Regions from separate parts of the Mus musculus genome. Here regions 1 and 3 are each linked to region 2. The links are chromatin contacts, called in public ChIA-PET maps. All regions are on one chromosome and are shown on one strand. The core of a region is the stretch at or near the end of the contact, and the rest is flanking DNA. Distances in the headings are between cores, read along the strand shown. Region 1 has its middle 56 kb from the start of Emp1. Region 2 overlaps Fam234b (family with sequence similarity 234, member B). Region 3 holds the start of Emp1 (epithelial membrane protein 1).

Evidence for each region. ChIA-PET counts read pairs in DNA pulled down with a chosen protein or histone mark.
Region 1: an RNA polymerase II ChIA-PET map of memory CD8 T cells shows a contact between it and region 2, with 9 read pairs. The contact joins two enhancer-like sites. A contact is called at or near these places in 2 of 39 promoter capture datasets (second pharyngeal arch cranial neural crest and trophoblast stem cells), 1 of 484 Hi-C or Micro-C datasets (bone marrow-derived macrophages) and 1 of 115 datasets of contacts at active chromatin or transcription factors (memory CD8 T cells).
Region 3: a contact with region 2 is called in an RNA polymerase II ChIA-PET map of memory CD8 T cells, with 62 read pairs. The contact joins the promoter of Emp1 here to the enhancer-like site in region 2. A contact is called at or near these places in 7 of 39 promoter capture datasets (the C10 cell line, cranial neural crest, frontonasal cranial neural crest and 4 more), 2 of 15 datasets of contacts at CTCF or cohesin (large pre-B cells and pro-B cells), 3 of 484 Hi-C or Micro-C datasets (bone marrow-derived macrophages and embryonic stem cells), 16 of 115 datasets of contacts at active chromatin or transcription factors (the 230-238 cell line, CD8 T cells, embryonic hindbrain and 8 more) and 3 of 9 other capture datasets (adipose tissue, liver and pancreatic islet).

What each region holds. Positions count from the first base shown.
Region 1 is chr6:135,417,427-135,421,287 of GRCm38.p6, forward strand. No RefSeq gene overlaps it. Among named protein-coding and RNA genes, the nearest start is that of Emp1, 56 kb to the left of the region's middle. Within about 2 kb of position 1,310, at least 45 of the 459 cell types and tissues checked have an H3K27ac peak or open chromatin away from gene starts, as enhancers often do. A contact at or near this core is called in memory CD8 T cells, where this site is marked.
Region 2 is chr6:135,216,260-135,220,194 of GRCm38.p6, forward strand. Fam234b (family with sequence similarity 234, member B) reads left to right here. Exons shown (of 13, transcript NM_028982.4): 4 at 627-818; 5 at 2,420-2,550. Among named protein-coding and RNA genes, the nearest start is that of Gm36533, 20 kb to the left of the region's middle. Within about 2 kb of position 2,277, at least 65 of the 459 cell types and tissues checked have an H3K27ac peak or open chromatin away from gene starts, as enhancers often do. A contact at or near this core is called in the 230-238 cell line, CD8 T cells, bone marrow-derived macrophages and 2 more, where this site is marked.
Region 3 is chr6:135,361,285-135,365,162 of GRCm38.p6, forward strand. It overlaps Emp1 (epithelial membrane protein 1), which reads left to right and starts at 1,647. Exons shown (of 5, transcript NM_010128.4): 1 at 1,647-1,818.

The DNA.
Region 1 (3,861 bases), core at 60-2,559, 200 kb after region 2:
CCTCACCCCGACCCCCTTATGGATTTTATTTACGCTTGGCTCTTTTCTTCTCTTACACTTCTCACAGACCCTCCACCAAACTCCCCAGTCTTCTTCTTTTAGGAATTATTAGCCATTGTAGAGCAGAAGCAGAAGTATTTGGCAAAAGACCTGTGGCCTCGAAGAGGAAGCTGCTGCCCTGTGTCCCATCCACTAGGGGACGGTGCAGCTGAGTTCTTGTCCAGAAGATGGCGCTGTCTGCAAAACCCAGCAGAAATTCAGTGTCAGAGAGGAGGAGAGAGAGAGGTGTGGCAGGGAGGATTGTGCAGGACCATGGGTCGGTGTTCTAATGGTCCTAGAAGTATGAATTGTTAATTTTAAAGGGGGCACTAATTTCCATGCTAATTGTAATTAAGTTTAAGTATATGGAGACATGTTTGGAATTGTCAACAAGCTTGATGAGCCGGATCTCCTAGCAGCCTGTTTGCAGGAGAATGGAGGACCCTCCTGGGAAGAACTCATCCTGAGGGAGTGAGTTGCTATCAACTGGACCAGTCACAGTTGCTCCCGCATCCCTAACTGCTAATTGTGCCAATGGTTTGGAAGTGGCTTTTAAGCCCCATGAACACTAGACTACAATCTTGCAGGGGAGAGACAGGAATCTACACAAACACTGAAATGCTTCTCTACTGAGAACCCTAGAAAACACCATGGTGCAACCCGCAGTCTTGGGGTTCTTCTGGTAGAGTGGAACCCCAGAGTCCCTCTACAGTGGGTCCCAGGTGGCAGCTGACATGGCGTCTAGCGCCACGATAACGTCTTTGGGGACACTGGTAACAATGGCTGGGGTCATCTCTCTCCTGATACTTATTTTCTACCTGGCTCTTGGCATTCACCTGTGGTGGTCTCAGGTATTTGAATATTTGGGCCCCCGTTGGTGGTGCTGTTTGGGGTGGCCTAGGAGATGTGGTTTTGATGGAGGAAGTATGCCACTGAAGACTTTCTTTGAGAGTTGAAAAGACTGGCACAAACTTCCGGTTTGTTATCTCTGCTTCCTGCTCGCAGTTTAAGGGGTGAACTCCCAGGATACGTCTCCAGTTGCCATCCAGTCTGCTGCTGTCCTTCCCCATTGCAATGGTCACGGTCTTATCCCTTTAGAACCAAACCTGTCCTTCTCTCCCGTTGCCTCAGTCCAGGTGTCTTATCACAGTGATAGGAAGCTAACTAATATGCCATCTCTTTTAGGTTTCAAAGTAAACACAGGAAGTAGATCCACGTGAAGGCTCACTGTTCAGGAGAGGAAACTGAGGTGACTCATCACACAGGCAAAGCTCAGAAGTTTCAGAACTTGATCTCAGATGGGCACACAGCTGCTGCCCTTGGTGCCTGACTCTTCAAGAGTAGTCGGACTTGCTTGGAGGGCAAAGCAAGGTTCTGGTGGAGGGTACTGGGCCATTCAGAACGAGTGTCATTGTCTTAAGCCTTTGATATACTTTTGGACTTGAGCCATATCTGGAAGGCATGGGCTTGGGGGAGATGTTAAGTATTTCACAGTCTAGAGGAAAGAGAGGAGCCACAGCAGAGAAGGGTGGAGTCTGGGCAGGGGCATCAGAGCTCAGCTGAGGAACAGGACCATGATGCCTGCCAAGTTGGATGAACTTCTAAGATTTCAAAACTGGAATAGGTGAGGCTCAGCAGAGCATAGGATGGAGGGGGAGGTGGTCTTCACTTCCTTATGACTCTGGGGGCTTTAGGGTTGAGTTAAGTCTATGGGTTCATATGCCAGCCATGTATCTCTGATATCATGCCTATGTCTGTGGGTTTTGGTCAATGCAGCTTGAAGATGGTGTCAGAAACTGGGTGTGGTAACACGTGCCTTTAATCCTAGCACTAGGGAGGCAGAGACAGGTAGATTCCGAATTTCAGTCTACAAAGCAAGTTTCAGGACAGTCAGAGCTATAGAAGAGAAAGAAATTGTCTCAAAAAAAACCCCCCCCACTCAAACCAAAACAACAAATTAAAAATAAATTCTAAATATTAAAATTAAATATTAAAAATAAAAATTATAAAAAAAAAGAAAAAAAAGGTTGCAAAGAAAATAACTTTTGTATTTTTTGGTCAATTCTCAATTATCTCTGACAAGAAAGGTTAATTGAAATCTGTAGGTTTCAATGGCTAATAGCTTTTTCTTCCTATGCAATCTGTCTTCCACCACAGCTTCCAGAAAACGACAACACTGACTAACTGGGTTTTCACACTTATTCTTCCCGGTCCTTCATCTAAAGTGTTAACAGACAGTGAACCGACCCAGATGTGAGAGCAGCAGGGAGAGGGAGGGAAGCAGAGGGCCTGGAAGGACCCACTCAGCACCACGATCCTAAGATGCCCAGAACCAGTGCTGTGCTGAGCTCCCTGTGGCTGCTGCAGGGGACAGCGGATAGGATGGAACATATACTGTGACATAGCAGCTGCAGATGTCATCGCACTGCAGAGACTTATGGGCACGCCACCAAGGCTATATGCCCTAAGGGACCTGGGAAACTTCTCTTGGGAAAACACAAAGGCCTCACTGGGGAACACAAAGTAGGTACAAAATTGAAGTGAACTGACCCAGGCACTGTGACAGGGGAAAGAGTTCAGAGAACAGCCCTGTGCCCAGGGCCTTTGCATGCCAGGAGAGTGAGATACACATCAGCCTTTCAAAAATATCTTTTATTTAGAGATGGTCTCACTGAGTTCCTCAGGCTGGCCTTGAACTTGTAATTCTCCTGCCCCATCTCTGGGATAGCTGGGATAATAGGCCTGCTCTGCCCTGTCGACACTAAGTTAAGGTTATGCTGATGTGAGAATGGGGGTTCCTGGGAGGTCCTTGTGTCTGAGAGTGAGGTCAGGCTGTATAATCTGGAAGTCTTGATAAGAAGAGAGGGTTTGGGTTACTATAGAGCCTTTCTGGGGGAATGGCAGTGCAGCTGAAGAGAGGGAGGCAAGAACCTCTCCCCCTCCTTTTCTGAGTCAGAAACTTACTGTATAGCTGGGGCTAGCCTTGAACTCTCTACTCACCTGGCTCCATCTCTCATATGGTGGGATTATAGGTACACATTGTCATGTTTCTTCCCTCCCCTCTCCTCCCCTCCCCTCCCCTCCCCTCCCCTCCCCTTCCTTCTTTATTGGACAAGGTCTTGCTATATCCAATAAAGAATTCACTCTGTAGCACAGGCTGGCTTTGAATTCTTGACCCTCTTGCCTTATCCTTCCTAGGGCTGAGGATACAGGCAAGACCCACGATGCTTGTCCACTCCCCATCTTTCCTGATGGAAGGAGTTTATCATAGGTGACAGGTGCCACAGGAAAAGAAGGGCTATTCTGCATTTACGAGATACTGAGAGACCAAGAAGGTTGGGGGGCAGAGCAAATGACCAATGGGCTGAGGAAGCTTATGAGAGAACACCCCTCTACCCTTCTGACAACAGCCACACAGGAAGTGGCAGACCATGGGATCCCTTGGTCTCTGAAGCATCTCATCTGTCCTTCACAGCCCTGTGACTTCTTACTTCTGACAGCTACTACTCTGGCCTCTTGTAGCCCAGGGCTCAGGAGCAATACCCTGCTAAGGTTCCCCATTAAAAACGTGTGGACTTCACTCTCAGGAGGGTAATCCAGAACCTGCTGAAGTGGTTCAAGGGCCAGGGTTGCCTGGGGCTAAGTGTGCTGGGATGTTAACGTCGAGGGAAGAAGTACAACACCTACAGAGGAGATGGAGAGAGGCAGCAGTTTTGAATTCCCACAGTGTTCCTCCCACACTTTCTGAAAACTCTTGCTTCTTCTTGTAGAAAGAGCAAAGCTATAGCAATGGCGGAAGGCAGAGTTGGGCAGGGACATTGA
Region 2 (3,935 bases), core at 1,027-3,526:
TTCTTTTCATTTTTAAATTACATTTATTTAGTGTGTGTGTGTGTGGTGCACACATGCGTGTAACAGAGCACACGTGGAAGCCAGGGGACGACTTTTAGGAGTTGATTCTCTCCCACGTAGACGTGGGAATACTGGAATAGTGCTGGGGGCTGGAGACTGAACCCAGGTCTCCGCTCTTGGCAGCAGACACCTTTCCCCACCCACTTTGCTGGCCTTACCCCTGTCTTTTGCTCAGCAAACAACTGGTTTTTGCTCAGCTACAACTCTATAGAGCAAGCATCTCGTGACGGGCTGAGAAATCAGATGTTACTGTCTCTCCTTAAGGATGCCACTGTTCAGTGTGGGCTAAGGTGGCAGACAGGTAAACAGATGCGTTGGGAAAGGTGCCAAAACGGAGACATGGTGAGGCAGTTTAGAGGAGCCCACCGCGGCTGGTCTTACACGTGTCCTACAGGAGGTGTGAAGTGGGGGATGACAAGTTCCGTGTTCACACCTTGTCAGAAACCACAGGAAGGAGCTGAGCAGACAAGAGCGAGCTGCTGTGTCACCACCATCTCCCTATGTCACCGTTCATCTCCCTGACTCTTCCCTTCTGCCCTTTCCCCACCTCTCTTGCTTGCCTTTAGGTGTTGGCTCACAACCAACTGCAGATCTGGTGTGCCTTTCGGGGATGAACGGCAGCACACTGTGGTCCAGTCCCCTCCCAGAGGAGGCTCAAGATGTCACATGCTTAGATCTGATACCAGGAAGTGTGGCCAAAACCATCTGCCTTGTGACGGGGACTCGCAAGATGCTCAGCGCATTCAATGCGACGTCAGGTAAAGAGTGGCCTTGGGCGCGCAGAGTGCTGCCTCCGGAGCCTCAGTGTCGGATCCGAGCAGCCGACAGGGGAAACTGCTTTGCTCTCCTGGTTCAGAAGGTGCTTGGTTATTAAGGGTAAGAGATAAAGGGCTTGGGAGGACCGAGTAAGCAGATTCTTGTTGCAACCTGTTTGGTGATAAGACAGGGCTAAATAAACTCTTACCCAAACAGATGCTACCCCGGGGACCTGGGTTGTAGAGTCTCTCTGTACTGGTCTTTGTACAACAGGCAAGAGCATGTCACCTCCTTGCCTTTGAATTGTGCTGGTCTGTATGTGAACCTGGGCCCTGGTTGGATGCTACTGAAAAGAACTCCCAGTCTTGTGCTGATATGGCCTTTTAGCTTCTTTTCTGTTTTAGATCCACAGGCTGGCAGTGATGAAAATGAGTCTAGTATGAAAAAGATATCTCCATGTAATATAACATAACTTAATATAACATGACATAATATAATATAATATGATATAATATTTCTATGGGCTATAATCTCGAGAAGTTGAATAGTAACATCCTTCCCAATTCAGAGGTACCAAAATGGGGTGCTTTATTTTTGCTCACTCCCTTTTGAGACATGGTTTTTACACTGTACCCCAGACCTTGAATTCATAAGATCTTCCTGCCTCAGCCTCCCAAGTGCTGGAGTTATAGGTGTTGAGTACTATGCTTGTCTAGTGGAGTACCTCTGGGTGGGGAAAAATTACACACACACACACACACACCATTTTGCAGAGAGAATCCTTAGCATGCACCAAGCACCCAGTTTGATTCCCAGCACCACATAAACTGGGCATAGTGGTGCAGGCCTATAATGCCAGCACTCATTTAAGAGGTAGAACCAGGATCTGAAGTTCAGGATCATCCTTGGCTACATCTAAGTTCAAGGCCAGCCTGAGACATATGAGCACCTGTATTTAAAACAAATCTTCAGAGTGCACTTACTGTCCTAGCTCAGGACTGAAGTCCTTGAAAGCCTTCTGTGGTTTCTCTGGTGTGGGCTCCTTAGTGCCTGCAATGCCCTGTGACAGACACATTCCGCAGCCCTAGTAGAGTGAGCTCCTACTTGCCAGGAGGACATAGCCATCTCTATTTGATATACAAAATCCAGATGTGTGGGACTCAAGAGATCACTCAATGGTTCAGAGCACTGGCCACTCTTACAGAGGACCTGGCTTCAGGTCCCAGCAACACAGGGCAGTTACAACCAGCTGTAATGCCAGTTGCAGGGGTTCTGATGCTCTCTTCTGACTTTCCAGGGCATCAGCGGACACACAGTGTACAGGCATACATGCAGGCAAAGCGGTCACACACATAAAACAATAGCTAAATAAACTGAAATCCAGATGTGAGGCCTTTGCATGCATGGGTAGCCAGACGCTTGAGGTTTTCATAATCCCACTTCCTGCTCTCCTCGTCGTCAGACAGAAGTAATGGCAGGATGTGGGGAGCTGTCTCGTGTTCGTTCAGCTGCTGAGTTTTCTCTTCTGGCTCAGGAATGCTGCATCTACCTTTTGCTGAGACAGAAAGCAGAAGTGATGATCTACCTCTGTCTCCTTCCCTAGGGAAAGTCCTCTGGACTCTGAACCCAAACCATCTGTCCAACGGTACCTTGGCAGCCCCGGTTGTGGTGCTGCCAGACCTTGATGAAGATGGTGTCAGAGATCTGGTGGTGCTGGCCATTGGAGAACTGCAGGTACGGTCTCTGGTGATGGTTACTGTAAGTGCTGCGTAGGACCTTGTTGTTGCAATGGCTTAGGCCGAAATAGATTCTCCTGGTGAGCTTAAGTGACCCAAGACTATTCCAAGCTCATTTCCTGTGATGCTCTGTGGTTCTGAGTACTGTGCTTTAGCAGGGCTCTGGAGGCAGATGGCTCGTGTGTAAATTCCTTCTGTGCTACTCTGTAGCTTTGTGGCCCGGGGCAAACTGTACCCTATCCATGCTCTGATCTCTTCACATGTCTAAATGAGAAAGTTTTATCTTTCCCTGTAGGCCGCTTATGAAAATGAGAGCTAACAAATTAAGTCCCTAGAAAACTGTGTAGTTTTTACTCTGTAAACAGAATGTTAGCTTTACCATATTGTATCTATTTAAAATTTACTTCAATTGTAAAACAACAGGATGGATGGAGAAGGCTCATAAGAGGTAAGCTTTGGATATATCTTAGTTGGTAGCGTGATGGTTTAGCATGCATGAAGCCCTTGTTGGGTCCCCTGAACTGCATAAATCAGGTGTGGTGGTAATACTCCTGTACTTAGGAGACAGGCAGAAGGATCAGATACTCAAGGCCGTCGGTGATAGCATAGTGAGCTTGAGATTGACACATGTGTGGTGAAACCCAACAACAACAACAACAACAACAACAACAACAACAACAACACAAGCAAGTGCTTCCCCCTTGTAATCGCAGCATTCAGAGGTTTGAAAATTCCAGGTGAGCCTGGGTTGTTGCACTTTGGGACCTGTCTAAACTTGTGGTGTGTAGTTTTAAAAATCGCTACCACCTTTTCCCGGATTGGACCGAGCTCTGGCCCCTCCCTGGTTTCCTTTTGTTTTACCCGGCTTAGCTCTGGGATCGGCTGCCACCAGCCCTAACCCGGCATCTCTTTCTACCTGCCTTTGCTCTGGGAGGGGCCATGCTACCAGCCCACTCTGAGACCCTTGAATCTGAGGATTAAAGACACAAACTGTTACTTTTTAACTTGCCTACTAGGCACAATTGCTGGGTGCAGATAACTCCTGCCTGGAAAAGCGTGCCCTTACCAATTTAATATTTCTGTTTTTCTAGCTTGTTCCACCTAAACCCCTGCCAAACATCTTTGGCAATCTGCCCGTAGCAGAGGCCGCAGCCCCCAAGCCTCACATGGTTGCTGTGTCCTTCTTCCTCCAAAGCATGGCAGAACCAGCAATCTCCTTCCTTGAGTCTCCTTTTCCTTCTGGGACCTGGAAGTCCTACCTGTACCTTCTGTCCAGCGATTGGCCGCCCCCAGCCTTCTTTATTGACAAGTCAAGAACCAATTGGGGAATGGGATTTTAACATCAGGACCTCCCTCTACACAAACTAATCAGACTAAAATCCT
Region 3 (3,878 bases), core at 397-2,896, 140 kb after region 2:
GCTGGGGTTTGGCAGCCGCAGCGACTCTCTGTATCTTCTCTGAGAGGTCTCTTGTCCGATTTAACAATGTCCTCAGGGAAATATCACTGCAGCTAATATCGAATGACTATTGGCCACAACCTTACAGGCTCTTGTTAGTCATTACTATCTATCTATCTATCTATCTATCTATCTATCTATCTATCTATCTATCTATCTCTCTCTCTCTCTCTCTCTCTCTCTCTATCTATCTATCTATCTATCTATCTATCTATCATTTATCTATCATCTATCTCTCTATCATCTACCTATAATCTATTGTATCTATCTATTATCTATCATCTATCAATCATCTATTATCATCTATCATCAATCTATAATCTATCTATCTATCTATCTATCTATCTATCTATCTACCTATCTATCTATCTATCTCTATTATCTATCCATCTATCACTTATGTACCCCAGGATAGCTTCTAGTTCTCCTTGAACTTATGCTATCCCTTCAACTACCTACCAACTCTCTCTCTCTCTCTCTCTCTCTCTCTCTCTCTCTCTCTCTCTCTCTCTCTCAATAGTGTCTCACTCAGTAGCCCACGCTGACTTGGAACTCACCATGTAGCCCAAGATGACCCTGGACTAAGAGCAATCCTCCTGCCTCAGCTTTTCAAATGTTGAGATCGCAGGCACGACCCACCAAACCTGTTTGATACATGTAATTCTTGCCATCTGTGTGAGCTAGGTGCCTACCATCCCCATTATATACAAGAAGGCAGAAAGAGAGGGCGCTTGCCCAAAGTCACATTGCAGCTAAGGAGAGCTGGGGTTAAATGTAGGCAGTGAGGACCTGAACCTCTTTAGGGAGGTGACCAGGGCTGCGGGATTGGACAACTCTGTAGCACCCCCCCCCCAACTCTGAGACTAAGTGGGGAGTGAGTGGTTCAGGGAAGAAGCTGTGATTGGGTCCCTGGCTGTCTTCACAAAAGCCAACTGTGGAGCAAGGTCCAATGATTATCACATGAAGATCAGAGTGCAAAGTCCTTAATTCGAAGACTTCCTCCTGCAATGCCTACAATCCATAGGGGTGAGAGTTTAACTAAAGGCCCAGGATTATGTGCTGTCAATCAGTGCCTCAACATTTGGAGCTTGCTGGGTGCCTTTCTACTCCATGGGTCTCATCCCACTGCCGCCTACAGGTCAGGGGCACAAGGGTCAGGCAGGGAAGCCAACGAGAAATGAGTCTGATAATTCCTGGTGATGAGCAGCTGCTGCTATGTGCAGTGGGGGAGGAAGAACGGGGGAATCCTGTTTGATGATTAGCCGGGACTTTAATTAACGTGGAACTGCATCTACCAGCTCTCCCCTCCTCCTGACCCTAACCTGTGTTTTGCCCTACGTCCTTGACAACCGAGGCTCCTTCTGGGTAGTAGAACTGGGCTTCGGTAAACAGATCTATTTGTGTGACTCCTCTTACTCATTTGAAGCAATGTCACTCCTTTTTCCACTGTGGTCTGTGTGTCTGAGTCAGAGGGAGCTACAACAGGGTTCTTTGAATTGATGGCTCACTCCCAGCCACATCTGACCGGCTGCCAACTTAGCAGGGCGTAGCTCACCAAGTTTTTTTTTTTTTAAATCCAGACTGATTCATAGAAACTCCTTTAAAACACGGGGAAAAGAAACCGCCCATCACACACCCCAGCACATCAGCCCAGGAAACTTATAACCTCGGGAGTCAGGTCCCTCCCCTCACTGTGGTTGCAAATCTCCTGAAGAGAGGACCAGACCAGCAGCCTGCTCTACCACCCAGGGCATCTGCCTCTCTCACTGGATACTCCAGGTAAGATTGTCCCCACACTGGAGAAACTCTGCAGAGCCCGCTCCTTTCTTTCCTCTCTTAGGCTCCTTGAAGCCCTCCCCTCTCTTCTTGCCTCTGCTATCCCTCTATGGCTCACAAAGAACGGAGTCCTTGAGACTTCTAGCTTAACGTAGTAGTGGAGGAATCTGGGATATCAGTGGGGGCCACATTCTCTTGCTGGTATGTGGATCCTTGCTCCGAGGAGACGGACGGAACGAGAAGGGACTTTGGAACAAACTTGAGTGCAATATTCTTTATGGAAGGAACTCTATGTGCCTTCGAAATGAATTAGCAGGGTTGGAAGATGTTTCCAAATCTTCTGTTTTCATTCAGATTACTTTGAGCTGAAATCTAGAAGGATGCTATGTTACCAAAACGCTCCGGCTTTTCTTTTCTCTCTGCGAAGGCAGGTTAAAGGCAGTCTCTGGGGAGAAAGTTTGTTCTGCTTTGTGGGTTGGTTATTGTTGTTTCTCTTTTACGCTTTTAGGTGACGGTGGATAAATATCTGAGTTTCAGTTAATTTTTGCGATTGCATTTACTGTCTGTCCCCCTCTTGTCTGTTGATGTCTGTTTAAGTATTTCGTTCTTTCTCTTGTTTTCCTCCACCCCCTTCTCACAGGAAGGGAAGAGGGGATTGGTTTGTTTAAAGAAAAACCGTTAGGGAAACAGAGGCAAAGGGTGTTTCAAATAAACCTTGGGAGGGGTTGATTTGGTGGAATGTGTGGGTTCCAGAATCCTTAGCCAGATGTGGAGGTGGAGGAAGGAGGCAGAGGGGAGAGGGTGGGGCTGGGGGCCTTCGGGGATTCCTGTAAGGTTGCTGAATGGCTCTGTGCTTCCACCCAGGCTTCTGCATTCTGGAGCCAACTTAGGAAAAAAAAAAAGATCTTTCAGAATCTATTAAAGGATTTTTTTTTCTAAGTGGACATGGAATTTTCTAGTGTGGCAGTGGTCATATGGGAATATTTACCTTATTTCTTTTGTGTAAAATATTATATAACTACAAACCCACGTGCTAAGTGCAAAAAGAACAAAGGCACTCGGCTGTGTTTGCTTTTGTTTTTATTAGCTTAGCATTTTGGTCGAATGTCTGTGGAGGTGTGGTTCATTTCAACACAGATGTGGGTTTTTTTTTTCTCCTCTCGTAAACAAGCCAGAGGAGAGTGACAGGATTCAGCTTGCCTGATGAAGAGCGAGGCGCCTTTCTCTTTAGAAATGCAGCTCGCTGGTTGGAAGAGAAAATTTAAAAGTAATTGGTGGGTGTGTATCCATTGATCCTTCAGAAATCTCTGCAAAGCCTTTCCCCAAGGAGGGGGTGATGAGTAAGCCCTGGGACCCATTTCTCAAGACTGAGTTTGCTTCCAATGTTTATCACTTCCAGATTGCATGACTGTGAACTGGGGAAGCCGTCTTCGTTAGGTCCACAGCCACAGTTTCCTGTGAAGATCACATGTGTGATTGTGTGTCATTCTGATCTGGTTGAAACTAGGCAACCTTAAACAAGTCAGCAAAAAGGGAACACTAGAGGGAGGGGTAAACTGCCACCAACTCCATGAGCCATGGAGCTGTCTCAAACTCCACTGTCCCTTGATAAATGAGAATATAATGCTTTGTGTGCTACCCCCTCCCTGCCCCCATTCCCTATGGAGTTGGAAGACAATTTTAAAAAAAATGATGCTCTGACTTTTTGCCTCCAAGTAGTGGGAGAGCCCCTGGGCTGTGTGTGAACCTTTCTGGGCGTCTTCAGCTCTAAGTCTTTGGTTGTCCTGGAAAAAGAGGCCATTACCACCCCCTCCCAAATCATAGCCTCCCATCCTTAGGCCGCTCCAGTTTCATCCAGAGACTGCAGAATGGGGTGGAGGCAGAACACTGTCCAGGGCTGCTGGACATCCGGTTTGGCATCCTTGCCAGAGAGCCCCCAGATTTTACATTGTTCCAGGGTTCTAAACTGTCCTGGGAGTTGGCAGAAGATCAGCAAGGTCCAGCTGGAGACGATCATGTCCTGAGACTGTGGCTACGGGCCAGTAGTAAGGGCAGCCCTTTGC